2 separate regions of the Mus musculus genome follow, and region 2 is linked to region 1. A link is a contact called in public Micro-C data. All regions are on one chromosome and are shown on one strand. The core of a region is the stretch at or near the end of the contact, and the rest is flanking DNA. Distances in the headings are between cores, read along the strand shown. Region 1 has its middle 24 kb from the start of Gm26104. Region 2 holds the start of Sdccag8 (serologically defined colon cancer antigen 8).

The links. Hi-C and Micro-C count contacts between places; a contact is called where the count stands out from the background.
Region 2: a contact with region 1 is called in a Micro-C map of embryonic stem cells, with 2.0 times the contacts expected there. The contact joins the promoter of Sdccag8 here to the enhancer-like site in region 1. A contact is called at or near these places in 7 of 39 promoter capture datasets (the 3T3-L1 cell line, 3T3-L1-derived adipocytes, the C10 cell line and 3 more), 1 of 15 datasets of contacts at CTCF or cohesin (large pre-B cells), 5 of 484 Hi-C or Micro-C datasets (the G1E-ER4 cell line, embryonic stem cells, pre-B cells and 1 more), 10 of 115 datasets of contacts at active chromatin or transcription factors (the 230-238 cell line, the SCID.adh cell line, bone marrow-derived macrophages and 6 more) and 3 of 9 other capture datasets (adipose tissue, liver and pancreatic islet).

Annotation. Positions count from the first base shown.
Region 1 is chr1:176,722,279-176,726,674 of GRCm38.p6, forward strand. No RefSeq gene overlaps it. Among named protein-coding and RNA genes, the nearest start is that of Gm26104, 24 kb to the left of the region's middle. Within about 2 kb of position 2,288, at least 28 of the 459 cell types and tissues checked have an H3K27ac peak or open chromatin away from gene starts, as enhancers often do. A contact at or near this core is called in embryonic stem cells, liver and trophoblast stem cells, where this site is marked.
Region 2 is chr1:176,812,122-176,816,528 of GRCm38.p6, forward strand. Sdccag8 (serologically defined colon cancer antigen 8) reads left to right here and starts at 2,539. Exons shown (of 18, transcript NM_029756.3): 1 at 2,539-2,934. The coding sequence starts at 2,868. It also overlaps a transcript of Cep170 not described here.

The sequences.
Region 1 (4,396 bases), core at 1,038-3,537:
GAAGAGGAAGAGGAGGGGGAGGAGGAAGAGGAGGGGGAGGAAGAAGAGGAGGGGGAGGAGGAAGAGGAAGAGGAGGGGGAGGAGGAAGAGGAGGGGGAGGAGGAAGAGGAGGGGGGAGGAGGAGGAGGAGGAGGAGGAGGAGTAACTGAGACCCAACTTCCATCTGTCAGTAATAAATGACTTGCTGCCTTGGAATAGACCCGGGTAAAGCAGAATCAAATGCCATCCTAGAAATGTCAACAGTCACAGTACAATAGGCAGGTTTACAATGCACATCAAAACCGATTAGAATTATTGAGGTGCATTCCAGGTTACAGAGCCGCTGGCTGGTGTGAAGATCAATAAATAATTCTGGCACATGGTGAATTTAAATTACATCGCCATTTGTAACTTGGTGTTCATATGCTGATCAGATGCCAGCTACTTGATGTGGTTATAGTTTTTCCTTGCCTGTCTTAAAAGGATTAGACACTATCCCAGGAGCACCAAAGAGTATTCTGAAGAGACTTAAGAAAAAATGAGATTCAAGTCTGACCTGCATGCTTAGAAACCACTTTCAGATGTGGAGTAGACCTTGGCCTTCCTTAGCTTTGTGAAGCAACTTCTCTCTTTTGTCACTGCCTCCTCTGGGAATTTGCCTTATCTAGAGGGCAGTTAACATTAACTATCACTGAAGTCAGTGCAATTAGAGGACAAATAGTGGGGCCTCTAAAGTGACATTATTCCAAGTAAACTGAATCCCAAAGAATTAGCCTACTGTTTGGATTTTTAATTTTCCCAATGGCTCATGTAATAAAGGTTAATTCTCAGCATCTCACTGTTGGCAGATTGTGGCAGATCCGAGTGTGAAGTCTTTATATCACTGGGAATGTATCCTCAAAGGCTGTGGGGCTCCCTCTCTTTTGTTTCCTGGATATGAAGTAACTGGTCCTGTTCTCACCTTTTTGTCTTGGTGTGTGACCAACCGACTGCAAGAGCAAAAGCTACAGGACCGACCAGACCTGGGTTAGAATCTCAAAGCTATGTACCTAAATAAACCTTTCCTCTACTTGAATTTATTAGTGTCCTGGGTACTTTGTTTGAGTGACAGATAGTTAACTAGAACAAGTTTCATAAAAAAAAAAAAGCCAAGTATGATAGATCAAATGACAGTTTTAATTCAATCAGGAAGGTTATCATTTAGAGGACTCCTATAAAAAATACTTTTGTAAAGCTGAAAATTCGCCTGTAGTATGTGTGTTAAGTATACATTACACTAAGTACAAATTAAATAAGAATGCTCAGAACATGGTTTTGGATGCAGAATTAATTTGGATTTGCTCCAATGCTTGTTGATAGCTCGGTCATATCTCTGAATAGTCAGTCTCCATATTCTCCCAGTGCAGGCAACTGACAACTGAATTCTCTCAGCACCTGCTTCATGCCTTGAACTTTTTGTTTGTCGAATGGATGAACATCTTGAGGGTACATTAAACAATATAAAAGCAATTTATATTGTTTAATACATAAGCCAAGGGATGTATGCCTTTCTTTGGTACCAAGAGGCAATTTTAAATGAAAATATGCATCAGCTTTTGAAAAGGTTTAACCATGTTTAAGAATGACGGGTCTTCTGGTGGTAAGTGACATTACCCTGAATTTTCTAGGACAGCTAACATTTATCCCATACATTGTCAGAGAGACCAGCACACTGTGTAGAACAGAGAGAGAAGAGAAACACAGGCAGTGGCCAGCCTACTCAGGAACTGTCAACAGTATTAGTCAAGGGCTAGATCAGAACCTCATTATTGTGAAACCTGCCGGAGAAAACAGAAACAAGAACACAATCCACGACTTTGGATACATTTGGAGCACCTGTTATGGGCCAGCCCATAAATCATTCACAATCTATGTCCTGTTGAGGCTCACATTCCAGTCAAGAAAAGAAGCAAAGGCATAGCTGATCAAGGTGAAGCCTCCTGAGATAATCTGCATAACAATGCCAGGACTTGGGAGGGAAAGGGAAGCTTATCCCAGAGAGCAGAACTGGAGAAGCTCGGATTAGGAAGCAGTCATTGCGTAGACCTTGCTGTCTCTACTGTCCCTAGGGTCCTTTTACCATGTTTGTAACCCATTCTTGCTTGCACGTTTCTACTTCTTGTGTTCCATGTGTCTGACTTTTTGGAACACTGTCCTCAGTTGGCAGGAGCTGCATGTTTGGCCAGCAAATGTCATAAGGGGAGGACCTGGAGGCTTATGTGCCCCACCCTCACCACTGGCAGCTCTTAAGCAACAACTAACTAGGAAGAAGAGCTCAGAGTCCAGATGCTCGCCCCAGGGTTGGGGCAACCGAGTCCCCTGCCCCATGAGGGTGACTCAGCTTCTGAGCCACCTTTTGCTGGGTCCCTTTCCTTTCCCTCTCCCAGTTCCTTCCAAAAGGGCAACATAAACCCCATTTCTCTCCATTTAAGGACCAGGCCTGATTTCAAAAAGGGCCCTAAGGCACTAGCTTCAGGAATAGGCCATAGGTCTCAGAAACTAAGTCATAAGACACCAGCTCTAGGAACAGACCATAAAATCCAGAACAAGATCATAAAACCCAAAGAACTGCCTGGGGATAACCACAAAAATGAGGAAACATCTCAGAATGCACTGGGTGGTCCTATTTCATCGCATGGTTAAATGTTCAAGACTGGAATGCGGACCACACCTGTGACTCCCTAGCAACCATCAATGAAATTTCAGATTACCTAATCTTTCTAGACAGTTCCACCAGTTCCCTAAAGAAGGCCTGCGTGCTTTTGCCTGGGGTCGCCATTTTAGAGAATGACTAACTCCACTCGGGCGCGCACACAGGCACGCAGGCACGCACGCGCGCGCGCGCGCGCGCACGCACGCACACACACACACACACACACACACACACACACACACACACACACGCACGCACGTGCGCACGCTGGTTTCTGCAGAATAAATGCTCTTGGTCTTTGCATGCTATCTGAGTCTGGGGTCTTCCCTCGGCGACTTTCTGACCTTACAGTCCCCTGTTCATTGGTTTCTCACAAACACAGTTCTAACCTACAAGTATGCTTCCAGGCCACTGGGCTGGAATGCATGGATACATTTTTTTCTTGTTACTTCTCTCCCGCACCCTACCCCCTTTGCCCCCCAGGAGAAGATGGTGTTCTAGTAATAATAAAGAATGGGCATCAAAGTTCAAAGCCAGGTGGCCTGTGGCCTGGGCTGAGCTGGGGATTTAGATAGGACAAGAATGATAAGCAGGGGACTGGGGGATATAGTTCAGATGGTCAACTGCTTTCTTAGCAAGGTCTCAGTTCAGTCCGCAGTGCTGTTAAACTGGTCATGACTGCACACAGCTATGATGCCAGTACTGGGAGAAGCAAGGTTAGGAAGCAAGTCTGTGAGAAACCAGTGAACAAAGGAACTAGGCAAGGGAGAGGAAAGGGGCCCGGCTAAAGAGAGAGGGTCTTGAATTCAAGGTCATCTCCAGCTACACACTGTGAATGTGGGTGCAGTGAAACCAGCAGACTAGACCACGCTGTGGGAAGAAGGGAAGGTTTATGGAGGACCGAACTGCCAGGCTGTCTCTTAAAGGCAGAGAGAACAGCAAATGGCATGAAAAACCTTGCCAGTTTTAAGGGGACAGGTAGCAGTGTGTGTGGGGTCCGGGGATATGCAGGTTAGAACAGCCTGATTGGGGCGGGGGGCTTTGATTTGTTGCAGGCTTGTTTTCATTAACCAGGGACCAATGACCTCTTGAAGCAGTTGGCTAAGGAGGGGTTGGGAGGAGGACTAGGCAAGTATTGGCTTTTCCCGACAAACAGAAAACTACTTCCAAGACTTCTGAGAGTTTAGGATTTTTGTTTACCCCCTAACAATCCTTCGTTTATCCAGTCAGAGGCAGGCTGAGCTGAGCCCAGGTTGTCATTTAGGACATTGTCAGTGGCACCGCCATTTGGGAGCCTGCTTTGGACCCAACACACAGTGAATTGCAGGTCAGTCTGGGCTACATGAGACAGCAGAGAGAAGAGATAGATAGATAGATAGATAGATAGATAGATAGATAGATAGATAGGATAGGTAAAATAATCTTATTTTATTTTATCAAGATACCATCTCAGCATAATGCTGTCTGGGCAGCTCAGCTGGCATAATATTTAGGTATAGTTTACTTCAAAGACCACCACTCTTCATATATCTTTTTAAATATACATGTGCATGTCTGTATAATCTGTGTGTCTCTGTGTGTGTGTGTGTGTGAGTGTCTGTGTCTTCCTGTGTATATATAAATGTTTTACATATACACTGAGGAAAACCATGAAGGCCCTTGAAGACAGACTTGGGTACTGAAAGGCCAATCTGCCCCTGATGAGCTCACTAAGCACGACTCAAG
Region 2 (4,407 bases), core at 1,289-3,788, 90 kb after region 1:
TGTATTACATTTTGGTTATTAATAAGCAGGGAAGCCATTTTTTTAAGAAAAGGCACATTTTCCATTAGTCTATAAAACTCAAGCTCCACTTCAGTATAATTAATAATATATGTCACAAGGATTAAATTAATACAACTGTGAGAATAGAGTTAACTGAAGCAGACCACTCAAGGAGCATGTAGAATATGTTCTATATGTGTGTGCAGGACAAGGGGACTAGGGTACACACATAGGAGAGATCACACTGAAATGCTGATCTTGGTTTTGTTTGGCTCTGCCTTCCATTGCCTCAGAGTTGGCAGACAAGTCATCCAACTTTGCCTACCTTAGGATCTTCTTGGTTTTATGTTAAGCCCACTTAAGACTCCTGTTTTAGGACACCAACGTTTTAGAGTACTTACAGAAGGAAAAACTAAAAGCTGTGCGAGTTTTATTTTTTAAAACAATGGCAAAAATACAGATTGCTTGGTTTGTAACTTGCTATTTCCCAGGGCTGACTTCCTCAGTCCCTGCAGCCTAAATACATCGGGCTTTATCAGTAAAGATTTAGGTTCTGTATTTATAATGTAACTCTCACACTATCCTTCCACTTGCTCCTCCTCATCCTGCTTCATCCTATCGTCGGCTTGTTTTAAGCAAAAAGGTTGGCAAAGCACTGCAAATACCATAAGCTTAAGATTTCAAACGATTTTAAAGGATGCATTTTCAAGTAAATGTATTGTCTGCTTCAATAAATTCCTTCCTCTCCAAGTGGTTGAATTCTCATTAACAGAATAAAAACCAATCAATTTCATAAACTAAAACATAGGTGGCCTATGTTTTTGTTGTTGTTGTTTGCTTTAAGCAGATCCTAATGTATTCCCTTAGGAACATGAACGCATTACCCACCCAGTGGAAAAAATAATTCTGCTGGTTCATTTCCCTGCTAAACAACAGCTTCGCTGTCAGGCCCTACCTAAACCCAGCCCTCATTGTCACCTAGTAATTTTAAATTGATCAGCTTGGCAGACTTGGGACTCTAGCCTGTACAGCCTGTCTTTATACTCTTTGGGGATGGGGGTCAGGACGACAGTTTATACTCAAAATCAGAAAACAGAGATCATATGACTTAGGACACAATTCCTTGTCTTCCCGTACATGTCACGCAGCTGCTCTCTCTCTCTCTCTCCCTTGAATAAAAATGGAAGTGAACTAGACCCAAACCCAACAACTGAATCTTGGGACAATGAAGCCCACAGGAAGCCACTCGCTCCTCCCGTGGGTTTACTACCGAGCTGGAGGCTACGTGGTGTGCTGTCGCCCGGCAGCCTGCGTGACAGCACGTCTTCCACGCCCTCCCAACGCCATCTGAAGGCTAGTCGTCCGTCACCCCCTCCTCACCGCCGCCACCCTCCTCACACCCCGAAACCAACCCTACAAAAGGGATGGGCGCCCTGGAAAACTCCCTTGCCCAGCGGCAGCGCAGCCATTCCTTAGACGCTCCGCCCGCAGCGTTCCCAGGCAGCTCAGGCGGCGGCTACACAAAGCGGGAGTGAACAGAAGAGGACCGGGCGCACTGAAGGGAAGCCGGCCCTGTGCAGCCGGCCGCAGCCCATGGGGGAGGGGAGGGAGGGGACGGGAGGGCGGCGGCCGCGCGGGGCGTCCCGGTGGCGCCCCTCGCCCTCCAGGCCCGCACTCCATCCCGCCGCGGGCCGCGCCCAGGCCCCGGCCCCGGCCGCCGGAGCTATGGATGTGCAGAATCCCGGGCCATGCCGACCCCGAGCGCATCACTTACCCCTCACCGCAGAGAGGGACCGGACCGGGAGGCGGGGCGCGGCGCGTCCCGTCTGTCTCTGCCACGCTGTCCTCCCCCCACCCCCTCGCCGTTGTCGTCGTCGTCGTCGCCGCCGCCGTGGAGCTGGGGGCCCCTCGGTTCCGCTGGGCAATAACGTTATTCCACACACGCCCCACACATAGCGGGAACGGCAGCGAACGGCAGCTCAGTGCGCAGGCGCCTCGCAAAGGGCAGCGAGCCAGGTCCTCTCCCTCCTCCAGCCAGGGCCCAGCGATGCCTCACTGCGCAGGCGCCAGACCCAGACAATGAAAGGGGGCTTTGCAGAGGGTCTCACCCACACGCTCTCGCAGCTGCCCACTGCGCAGGCGTGCCCTCAAGACAGTCTTGAACAATAAAGAGCCGCTTGGCTGGAGTGGGACCGCAACCAACCAGGACTACGATTCCCAGCGGGCAGCGCGCCAACTCCACGCGGAGGGCGGGGCTCTGAGCAGGCTAGGAGTTGCAGTGTCCGTCACTTTCACAGTTTGGCTGTTTGGAAGATTTACACTTCATTTTCTAGAGAAAAACAGTTTTGACAGAACTCCTAACTAAAACCGAGTTTGCAGTGAATGCTTGCGAGGGCTCAGGGATCAACTCCACACCGGCCCGTTTTGAAGAGTCTTAAGTCCTTCACCGGGCCGGTTCTGTCAGCGAGTCTATCCAGCTGGCTGAGGATGGCAGGACAGCGGGACTAATCCAAGCGATGCAAAAGGGAAAGGGCGCGGCGCGCCAACCCGTCTCTTGGCAACAGCCTCAGGCCGCTAAACTGTCGGAGTGGCGCTCCGAGCGCATAGCCCTCTGGGAAGCGTAGTATAGCTGGAAGGCTCATAGGACTCTCGAGGCTGCAGGCTTTAAGCCTGAGAACTACAATTCCCGACGTTCACCATGAGGGCCAGGGGGTAGGAAGAGCCCCTAGGAGCTCGGTCCGGGGTTCCTGGTTCCCTAGTGACAGCAGCGACAGGAAGCAGGCAGGCATCCCCTCATCCCCAGCGCTAGGCCTGTCCTCGGAGGGGTGCACTGGATACTTTCCCGCATAACTCCCATCTCTGACCCCATGGCGAAGTCCCCAGGGAACTCTACCCTGGAGGACAGTCTGGGGCAATACCAACGGAGTCTCCGGGGTGAGTTGCTCCGAATCTCAGTGCCTAGTAGCTCTTAGGTACCACGGGCAATAGTGGGTTGTTTTTTGTTTTTTTGTTTTTGTTTTGTTTTGTTTTTTCCAGAGACTTTCCTTGAGCACTAGCCAGGCTGTGGAGGAAGACGACCGATGTTGCTCTGACCTTATGGATGAAATCTTTTAGTTTTGTTTTTAGGATTAAGCAGCATTATCCTTATCCTTGTGGTTGGTTACCTGACCCAACAAGGAACCTACATCTTGATTTAAGTGTCTTATCAACCAGTGCCAGCACAAACTCATGGGCAGCTCCATGCCACTTTTACCCTGTTGCCATACTGTTGCTGTTTAATTCAATAAATTCCTTATTTATATTTCTTACACATGCAAATTCTGGTGTAGTATAGCAAATCTGACGTATAAGTCCAGAAAGAAAACACTAATAGTTATTTGAAATAATACAATATCTACTGATCTACATTATTTTCATATAGCAAAGTATTTAAAACTTTATCTCACTAATGACTCCATTTTACTGGTCAGGAAACCAAAGCCAAAACTCACACAGCTGGTTGGTAGCGGCAAAGGCATGTACAGAATTCAGGCCTATCCACCTTCAAAGCCTATGCCTTTCTTATTAATCAAGTAATAATTACTATAATCGAAGCCTAGCTTAGTTAATTCAAGTTTTCTGAGCAAAGAACCAGAAGAATAATTATCTGGCAAAGTGCTCTCCATACTCATAGCTAGCTAGCTCTGTTCTTTTGACCACATGTGAAATCTCCGGAAACTTGAGACTTTGTTATAGTGAATTCGTGGTGTCAACTACAACATGATTATTATGGAGAACAAGTTAACCAAAAGAATAATGAACATAAGACTGATTTATTTTCAGAAGTTAAGAAATCTGTAGCAAGAAATGTGTGCTAGGGGCTGGGAATGTGGCTTAGTATTAGAATGCTTGTCTGGTGTGTGGAAAAGAAGGAAGGAGAGATGGGCAAGTTAATGTGGGACTTAGAAAGATTTCACTAAAGACTTTATTCCACGGGTTATGATGTACTTTTTCCTATTCTGCATTTTCATAACCCCATATGCTATGGCCAACAGATAAAATATTTGAATCATTTATAACCTGAATTATTCAGCAAATGATAACTCAATGCCTGATTTGGATTAGCCATATTAGGTGATGAATCGGCCACAAGTCTCTATGGTGTGGAGTCTTTGGATTAATGAGGGAGACAATAAGCAAAGCAATCGCAGATTGCTATAGTTCAAAATAAGGGTGTAACCAATGTTTGGCACACAAATGCTTATTGAACGTTAGCTGCTAGCATTTGCTTCCTTTAAAATTTAAATCCTTTTCTGAGAAGACTAGAAAGTTTATCTCCGTAGGACTTTGTAGGCTATTGTTTGTCATCTGTATCCATTGGTGGTGGTACAGATTGTTAGCATCCTCAGTGTTCAAACTCTAGGATGG